2 separate regions of the Gasterosteus aculeatus genome follow, and region 1 is linked to region 2. A link is a contact called in public Hi-C data. All regions are on one chromosome and are shown on one strand. Each heading gives the region's core, a stretch centred on a gene start, on an enhancer-like site or on the middle of the called end of the contact. The rest is flanking DNA. Distances are from core to core; before and after follow the strand shown. Region 1 holds the start of kctd16b (potassium channel tetramerization domain containing 16b). Region 2 holds the start of plac8l1 (PLAC8 like 1).

What was found. A called contact is a pair of places that touch in the nucleus more often than the background predicts.
Region 1: a contact with region 2 is called in a Hi-C map of skeletal muscle, with 4 times the contacts expected there. The contact joins the promoter of kctd16b here to the promoter of plac8l1 in region 2. A contact is called at or near these places in 2 of 6 Hi-C or Micro-C datasets (both in skeletal muscle).

The regions. Positions count from the first base shown.
Region 1 is chr7:26,913,404-26,917,911 of fGasAcu3.hap1.1, reverse strand. kctd16b (potassium channel tetramerization domain containing 16b) reads left to right here and starts at 1,645. Exons shown (of 2, transcript XM_040181830.2): 1 at 1,645-3,352. The coding sequence starts at 2,515. It overlaps LOC144410366 (a long non-coding RNA gene), which reads right to left and starts at 2,276. Exons shown (of 3, transcript XR_013468390.1): 1 at 2,146-2,276; 2 at 1,726-1,921.
Region 2 is chr7:26,780,818-26,785,330 of fGasAcu3.hap1.1, reverse strand. It overlaps plac8l1 (PLAC8 like 1), which reads right to left and starts at 2,036. Exons shown (of 4, transcript XM_040182897.2): 1 at 1,875-2,036; 2 at 1,154-1,365; 3 at 943-1,079; 4 at 1-688. The coding sequence starts at 1,900. The coding sequence ends at 557. It overlaps lars1b (leucyl-tRNA synthetase 1b), which reads right to left. Exons shown (of 32, transcript XM_040181331.2): 32 at 3,272-4,307. The coding sequence ends at 4,102.

The DNA.
Region 1 (4,508 bases), core at 396-2,895, 130 kb before region 2:
AAAGATTTTGTTATTTTAATTGATTTAATATTGCCACTGTGCTCGTGGAGCAAATATTTCATCATTTATTTTTCTTGGCTAATTTGTAAAATAAACAGTTTTGAAAGAGACACCAATAAAAAAAACATCACAGCCTTTTTGTAGTAAATATTGCTTTTAACTGTGGGATTTGATTTACTGAATGACGAAAATGTGAAATCACATTTTCTACAATGTCGGTAACCATTTACTAAGAATCTACGTTGATGTATTTTGAAATGAATAAGGGGAACAAATACTAGAGAGGAGTAAGGTCTTGCTTTCTGATATCCCATATGATACTCAATATTGAGTCAGACCATGGCAAGTCATGCCGTAACATAAAAAAGATGAGTGACCGCCCAAGCAGCTCTGCGTCTGTAAACTGCGGTGCATATAAATGGAAATAAAGGGAAAAGCAGTGTCATCACGCCGTCAGAGGAAGAACAAATCTAGTGAAGGAATGGCACAAAATGCTGTTTTGCTCAAGGCAAGGTTAGTTAAAGAGGACCGATGACAGCCAAAGGAGGGTGAATGCAGCAAGCAGGCAAAATACTTACACTGTATATTTTATACCTTTGCATCATATTTGAAAAATACCCTGCAGTTGGAGCAGATGGTGCATGTTTGTGAAACTGCAGCAGACACTATTGCTAGTTATCTTGCTTCTTATTCTAAAGCACAGTATCCTGTACCTGATGAAAGGATCTCTGTTGTCATGTGTTCTATGTGTGTGTTTCTTGTTTATTTTTGTTGTTGTGTGGGTGCATAGCACGATGTAGCAGGAAAATATCAATCTTAGTCATATTTTTGTCAAAATGAATAATTACTTAGTTAATATTAGGTTAATAACGAGACGGCCCCCAGGCACATTATATCGCTTTTTCGTGTGAGTTCCTGTCCATGGTGCTGTCTGACTGAACACAACCAGAAGAAGGCGCTGTTGCTCCCTTTACAAAGCCTGGACAAAATCGTCACCTACTGTTACAGCTCACTGCCAGTTACAGCCATTTATCTGGGTCCTGAAAGATAGTATCTTCGTTGATGTATTTTTGGAACTGGAAAAAATATAAAGAGTTTGTAACCTAGAAACCCAAACATGTCCTGTAAGTGCCATGTGCAATCTGCCATGCAAATAGCATTTAGTTGACACCAAGATTGATGCAACGCTTCCACGATTATGCACGTATATCGAAGTTAAAGCATAAAACAGGACCATCCTACACGTTTAGGTAGGATGTGTCTATTAAGATTAAACATTAAACTAATGATTATACCTGTGTGTGATGAAGGGTTTTTCTGACAATATATCAGGTTTTTGTTCAATGATTCTTAGCGATTATTAACTAGACTTTTTTTTTCCACCCAGCAGCCTAGAACCACTCCATAAGCCTTTAGAAGACCGTGTCTGTGTGTGTGTGTGTGTGTGTGTGTGAGAGGGCGGGGTGGGGGGGGGGGGGGGGGGCAGCAGCGAAGACACCACCCAGCTCTGTTGGGGAGGAGGGGAGGGTAGTGTGGAGGGGAGGGTGATGAGGAGGAGAGAAGGGGAGGAGGAGTGGGATGCTCGTTTCAGCACCGCGGACAGCTCCGGGTAAAAGCAGCCAGCAGCAGCGGGTCGGTCCTCTCCGCTGCTGTGGAAGAACAAAATAAAAAGAGATTCCTATTTCTACATTATTTTTTTTTAACACCTCTTGAAGACTGCAATACCTTTTCCTCGAGGAGTGGACTTCAATTTTAAGTCAGTCGGGATCCGGCGACATATTCGCAGGGACGGGGAACAGACCAAAACCATCACCGGACTCCCGGTCGTTTCGCGTATAATCTCCGCCAAGTTTTCCGCCACTGACCGGCGATCTTGCCCCCCTCCCGCTGGGCCGCGCCGTCCCGGAACAGCAGCCGTTCGCTGCGGGGGAAGTTGGGAGAGAAAGTGGGACCACATCAGCACCGTCTCCAGTTTGGACTGTGTGCTAAGTTGTTGGACTTTCCCCTCGTGCTTTTGCAGACGGATTTCTATTGTTAATGAAGTAGGAGTTTTATCACCCAACCCCCCGCTCCACACACACACACGCGCACACATACCCACGCACGCACGCACGCACACACACACACACCCTGTATTGCTCTTACGTTTTGCCACTGATGCGAGGCTTTGATGCGCCCGGATACGGCTCCTCTCTGTGGCAGCACTGATTCTCTCCTCCTCCCTCTCATCCGCCTCAGCCTTCTTTTAATTCAGCGCTCGCTGAAGGGGGGGGACGCCCCGGACTGCCATCTTCCCCCCGTTCCCGACAACTGCAGAAGACTGGTAGGTGATAATGGCCATGGATCGATGAAGAATGCATATGCAGATTGCTGAGGGGTGAACTTGGAAGGCCCGAATCGACACAAAATAACCGAGGACGCAGCTGAGGAACTTTTATATCCTGATCCATCGTTTATATTGTTTTCTTATTATCTTTAATAGGAGTATAGGCTGCTTTTGTTTTTTAGCTATTCATGACGGAAACGATGGCGCTGAGTGGGAACTGTAGGACTAACATCAAAGAGCCAGCATCGGTTCAGAACAGTTTCCCAGATGTTGTTGAATTGAACGTGGGGGGGCAGGTTTATTACACGCGTCACTCCACTTTGGTGGGCACCCCGAATTCGTTACTCGGCAAGCTATTCTCTTCCAGAAAAGAAGCATCGAACGACCTGGCGAGAGACCCAAAGGGCCGCTACTTCATCGACCGAGACGGCTTTTTATTCCGCTATGTGTTGGACTACCTCCGGGACAGGCAGGTGGTCCTCCCGGACCACTTCCCGGAGAAAGGGCGGCTCAGGAAGGAGGCGGAGTACTTCCAGCTGCCCGACTTGGTGAAGCTCCTGACCCCCGACGACGCCAAGAGCAGCCCGGACGACTACTTCCACAGCGACTGCGAAGACGGGTCCCAGGGCAGCGACGGCCGGCAGTGTCCGCCCTCCTCTCTCGTCCCCGCGGACAGAAAGAGCGGCTTCATCACGGTGGGTTACCGGGGCTCGTGCACCACGGGTCGAGAGACTCAGACCGACGCCAAGTTCCGCAGGGTGCCTCGGATACTGATATGCGGTCGGGTGGCTCTCGCCCAAGAAGTTTTCGGGGAGACCCTGAACGAGAGCCGGGATCCGGACAGGACCCCGGACCGGTACACCTCGCGGTTTTACCTCAAGTTCAAGCACCTGGAGAGGTCTTTTGACATGCTGTCGGAGTGCGGTTTCCAAATGGTGGCCTGCAACTCGTCGGTCACGGCCTCGTTCGTCAGCCAGCACACCGAGGACAAGATCTGGTCCAGCTACACAGAATACGTCTTCTACCGTGAGTGGCACCTTCGCTTCTTCTGGCAGCAGGTCATCCGTCACGTGGACGCGCCCAAAGTTGGGAGTCGCCACAAGGGGGCGCGCTTGCTTTGCTGGTCCCGCTTGTGTGTGTGTGTGTATGTGTGTGTGTGTGTGTGTGTGTGTGTGTGAGAGAGAGAGAGACATTTTGTTAGAGGAGTGAATGGCTCGGTTCTCGCACAGGACATCACCCCCCCCACACACACACACACCTCCCTCCCTCCCTCCCACCCTGTGTTTTTGAATCATGTGGGTGTAGTGAATGCTTTGGTGTGGTGACTTCTGGAGACGATGGGATCAAAGCTGCTTCAACCTCATCGTTTCACCAATGGTTCCTGAAATTGTGTCACTTTTTTAATTTTTGTATAAGTAACAATAATCTACATTTCCATGCACACACGGTCAAGTTGGCACGCTCCTTAAGCGGAATAAGTTTGGCCAAATCCAATTAGAGCTCACTCCTGGTAATGGGGGGTCGAGCCATCGCAACCGTATCAGCAAACATATGAAGGACTATTTCATGTTCTAAAATCTGTTACAGCGTGTTGCAGCATTCTGTGCTCTCTTGCAGGCTAGTTTATATTTCATGAAATTTAACTAGATTTTTTCATGATTTCACCCCCATCTGGGACATGGCAATAGTCAGAGCAACGATTTGTCAAACGCTTGCCTTTTCTCATCTTGGTGCAATTTTCTACTCCACCTCCTGTCTGCTTTCATCCATTCTGTCCTTTCAACTTCTTGATTTTCCTTCTGGCTTTTCTGATTGGTTAAGTTTGTCCATCTTTGCGTGAGGAAGAAATCGTGACTTTTAAATTAGCTTCCGTTAGATTTTATGATGCAAAAAAACGTCCATAGTTTCAGATATATTCAATCACAAACTTGATTGCCTCTATAACGTAGACATTGTGACTCTGAAACTTTGACGGTATAGGACAAAACTTTCTTTGGAATAACTCCTGAATCTCTACCAAAGGACTTTTTTTTAGATGCCATTAATTATTAAGAAAATACTTTATTTTCCTTCCATACCCCTTAAGTAACAAATCCTTTTGATGATCATTGTGGAACTTACATAACTATATAAAAGTACTGTAATACTCTAAACCCCCTATACTTTCCAAGATAGTTGCAGC
Region 2 (4,513 bases), core at 787-3,286:
TTATTTTTCCTCACTTCATCTCGCCCTCATTTCTGAGAGAGACCGAAGTAGATCTCTGGTGACCGATCAACAACAAACAGAATTAAAGCTGTAAAGACCTGAATCAGTGAGCAGGTCTGTAATTGAAACTCATCTTTTTCGCTGGCTTCTTTATAGAGATGATATTATGAACAAACTCGGAAGCAATATTTGCTTCCGGCTTTGTTTTGGTTTCAGCACAAACCGCACTAAAACATCTGTACAACTCAGACAACAGATACTTTCATAAACCATCCAACTGTCTTTAATTCTAAAAGTCAACTCAGAAATGGTGAACAGTTCACACAGCTATTTATTTTATAGAAAGGTGTAAAAATGTTAATAAGTTAAATAAATGTTCCTCCTTCGAAGGCTTCTTCTGAAAGTTGTACGATAGGCTTGATTCACTGTTCACAAGGACATTGGAAACCATGTGGTATTGATCCTTTGTGCTATTCATACAGCACGTCTCAGTTGGGCCTCTGCCGTCCCCGTTGCGTGGTGGAAGGACGGGCCTCGTTTGCCGGCTAGAGTTTCTTCACGCGCATTCAAGGGCAGTGGACACTTGATAGGTCTGCGTCTTCATCCGCCGCTTCATCTCTCTTATCATCTGACACACAGCCAGAGGGTAACAGCAATACACTGTGGTCCAGTCCTCACACACACTTCCCTGTGGATGAACAACAGCGGACGGACACGCGCACACAAGCAAGAAGCGCACGTGCGGACACGACAACGCAGCAGCAACACGTCCAGAACTATGAGAAACATTACACGTCAAAACAATAAAACTGAAATATTCAAAGTGAACTTTTGAATTGATTATTCACTGGTAGCAATCGGTTTTTCCATTCATGGTGGACTCATTTTTTTAACTTATTTTGTTAAGTCCTCCTAATGATGTGTTCGAGGGCTGACACCCACCCGTATCTTGTACCGCTCCCTGATCCCAACTCGCATGGCGAAAGTGGATCCCGGCAGCAGTGGCGTGCAGAGACATTCTCCGTACTGATGAGCTAAACTCAGGTCCAAACAGCACGGCGCCAGAGCCCCGAGCGCACCTACGAGCACAGGGTGTGAGATACGTTTACACGCGTGTATGAGGATACGGCTCCTGTCAGAGGGTTCACGTTACATGTGGTCTTGTCTCCGCAGACGTTCAGCAGGCCAGTGCTCCAGTCTCCTCCCGTCTGTGTGATGGTGGTGATGGTCGTCGTGGTGATGCCGAGGCCGGGCTGCGTGAGTATCGGATCTGCCGCTGCCGGGACGTCACTTCCTGTGATGGAGACCCTCACTTCCTCCTTTTCAAAAGTTGACACTGAGCCTCGAGTGACTGACAGCCTCGGTCTGCAATAAAAAAAACGGTTTTATTGTGTATTCATCTTTAGACAGAAGGTTCAGGAATCATCGTGGTTTGTCACACTGAAAGAAGTGTTTACTTTTTGGGAAGTTGTTGCAGAATTCCTTTTCTAGAGCAGCCTGTTTTGTACTAAATATAAAATGGTATACTCTATAATCCCACTAATATTAGCATGCCACTATTTGCACTACGTAATTTATTCCCGCATTCAATTACTTAAAGCCTCCAGCAACACTTAAATTACACACACGCTTTACTGAAGGCATAATTTAAGTTAACATTTTAAAATGCAGCAACAGTGTATTTAAGAAAGGCTCCCGTTTCATTTGCATTATCGGTTATCATAGACACACCAAACGGTAATGAGATTAAGAGGAAACAAAGCGGCACCTAGAACAACAAAACAGACCAAGATAAGTGAGCGCTTTGCTGTAATTCCACCGCGCTTCAGCGGTGTCAACAATGTGTAGCGGCAGAGACAAGAAAAAGCACTCACTGCTGTGTGACTGTCATCCGCTCCATTAGTAGAAGCCACGGGCATCCACAGAGGGGTGAGAGGGGACTGGTGTGAGAAGGGAGTCAGCAGGAATGAGGAGGTGGAGGAGGGACACTTCCCCAGTGAGAGGGTGTGTGCAGGAGCAGATAAACCAGCAGCCGAATGGCTCCGCCCGAAGCTGTGTGACCGAGATAAGTCTTGCAGATTGCCTTCTGTCTGCGACTTTTACAAATGCAGCGAATGCAAAGAGAGAGAGAGAGAGAGAGAGAGAGAGAGAGAGAGAGAGAGAGAGAGAGAGAGAGAGAGAGAGAGAGAGATGCACCACACTGGGGGTGCAGGAACATGAACGTCTGGCATGAAATATTCAGATGTGAATAAATTCTCACAATTAACATGGACCAACCTGCAGGCCGGAACAAGCTGACATCTTGTAATGAGTGATAACTTATTCTTCATGATTAGGCTAAAACGGAGATACTCGTCGCACCCAAATATATGAGAAATGATGGATGTGAAAAAGATGCTCAAACAATTCTAATAGTTTATTTGACCTGTGATGTTCAAAAAGAAGCATAAAGACATGAATATGGTTACGCTTACCAGCAGACCGACTCAAGAAGTAGAGCTGAGAACAGACAGATGGGTTTTATGAAGAAATACGTGCAGTTCATATCTAGAGGGGATTGTCTGCATTTCCTGCTTTGACTGTGACCTTTAAATTTAGTCAGACTGTGTGCGTGCATCTGCGTGTGTGTGTGTGTGCACGCACAGGTGCGTTACGGAAGAGAGCGGTAGCTGTACGTGGTGGAACGACACGAAGTGCGACCATCGTGGGTTTAGAAACCCACAGACGGTTCAGTGACATTCACAATGGGTCCGAATGTGGGATAAAGGCAGATGTCGTGACCTTTAGACAGAGCCGGTCGAGCCGTTTCCAGTCTGCATGCTAAGCTAAGCATGCTAAGCTAGTTAGCTTCAAGACACAATTTCAAATCTTAGCATAAAACATGTGGGCAGTATCTTTTTATACAATACAATTAGTCATTGTTAAAGTATCTTGCCCCGCAATGATAAACTTTTTAGATTTGCTAAATATTTTGGCTTCCAAGTCAACTGAAATATATTCTGGCTGTTCCATCTCATTTGCATATCCCCATTCATCAATAAATATTTCATGCCTTTATGCCGAATTCTCAGAACCTCTGACATCTTCTTAGTGTGCATCGCTCTATTTAGATGACTGCTCGTGTTGCAAGTTTATACAGATCCTCACTATCTACATTGCAGGAGAAAACATCAAATAGCTTCACCAAATTCATGATTCACAAGTCTCATTTTTGCAGGAAACAGTTGTTTTATTTATAACAGCGTAGCAATAAACAAACAAGGAGGCTAAATATTTCATAGGTTTTATTATTTCTCCTGAAAGCACAAGTGAAACAAGCTCCATCCGACCCCAGAAAACAGGAAAGATGTCACATCAAAGTCTCACCTTCAATGTATAAAAGCAACACAGCAGACGCATTACCATCTATATGAAAAAAGAAGGATGCAGGAGCAGTCTCACCATGTAACAGAAGAAGGTCGGTGAAATAAAAAGGACATGGTTGTAGGTTTGTTTGTTCCCATCAGAAAAGATTACACAGATTACTGAGCTTCATACCAAATAGGAAAAAAGTGGCACATTGAGAAAAATTACCAAGATTAAACTTAAACAGGCTATTAAATTGAGACTGAACAGAAAAGAAACTCTGGCGTCATCCTAAGACACAAAATCCCAACGGAGATTTTTAAAATTGCTCCCCCCCCCACACTATTAAAGAACCTTATTTAAGCACCAAATAATCAATACCCCCCAAATTTGCAAGGTGTAGGACTGACCCTGAATTATCTTTTTTGTGCAGACCGAAACCAGATCCGAATATACTTGAATTATACTGTTGTAAGATGACAGATGCAACCTCATGAGATCCTATTGAGGCCGCATTCAGCAGTAAAATAAGGTGAATAACAACCAGTCAGATCCACAGAAGCATAATTATAAAAACAGATATATGTTCGAGTCAGTGTTCTATGGCTTTGAGTCAAAAATACCCTTTTTGTGGCAACAATTATTGATTCATTCAAACTATTCCCAAATATTTCACTGCTGAATGCGCCAACATGTGTGTGTGTGTGTGTGTGTGTAAGTGTGTGTGTGAGAGAACGAGAGCGAGCGCATGCAACTCTAAAGAACCAGGTACACCAGGGAGTCCCCGACGTCCACGGTGAGGCCGTTGTCGGCCAGGGTGACCTTCTTCTCCTCCAGGTTGACGCTGAAAACAGACTTGTTGGAGACGGGCACTTTGCCCTGCTCCTCGTGTCCCAGGACGGGCACCCGGCGGGGTCCCAGCGCAGGGTCCTCGTACCTCATCAACTTGACTCTGGACAGGTCTGGAGAAGCAGAAGCAGGCGCAGTCAGGTGGAGGTGTGACACAGGGGAGGCGTGATTGTGAAAGGTGGTCGGGGTGGTGAGTGATGAAGGAGAATCAGAGCATAGAGGGCTGGGGAGGGGGGGGGCAGGATTGAAAGAGGGAAGAGGTTACGGGCAGAAATTGGATGACGGCTGTCGCCATTGTCGCTTTTTGCAGAACATATGG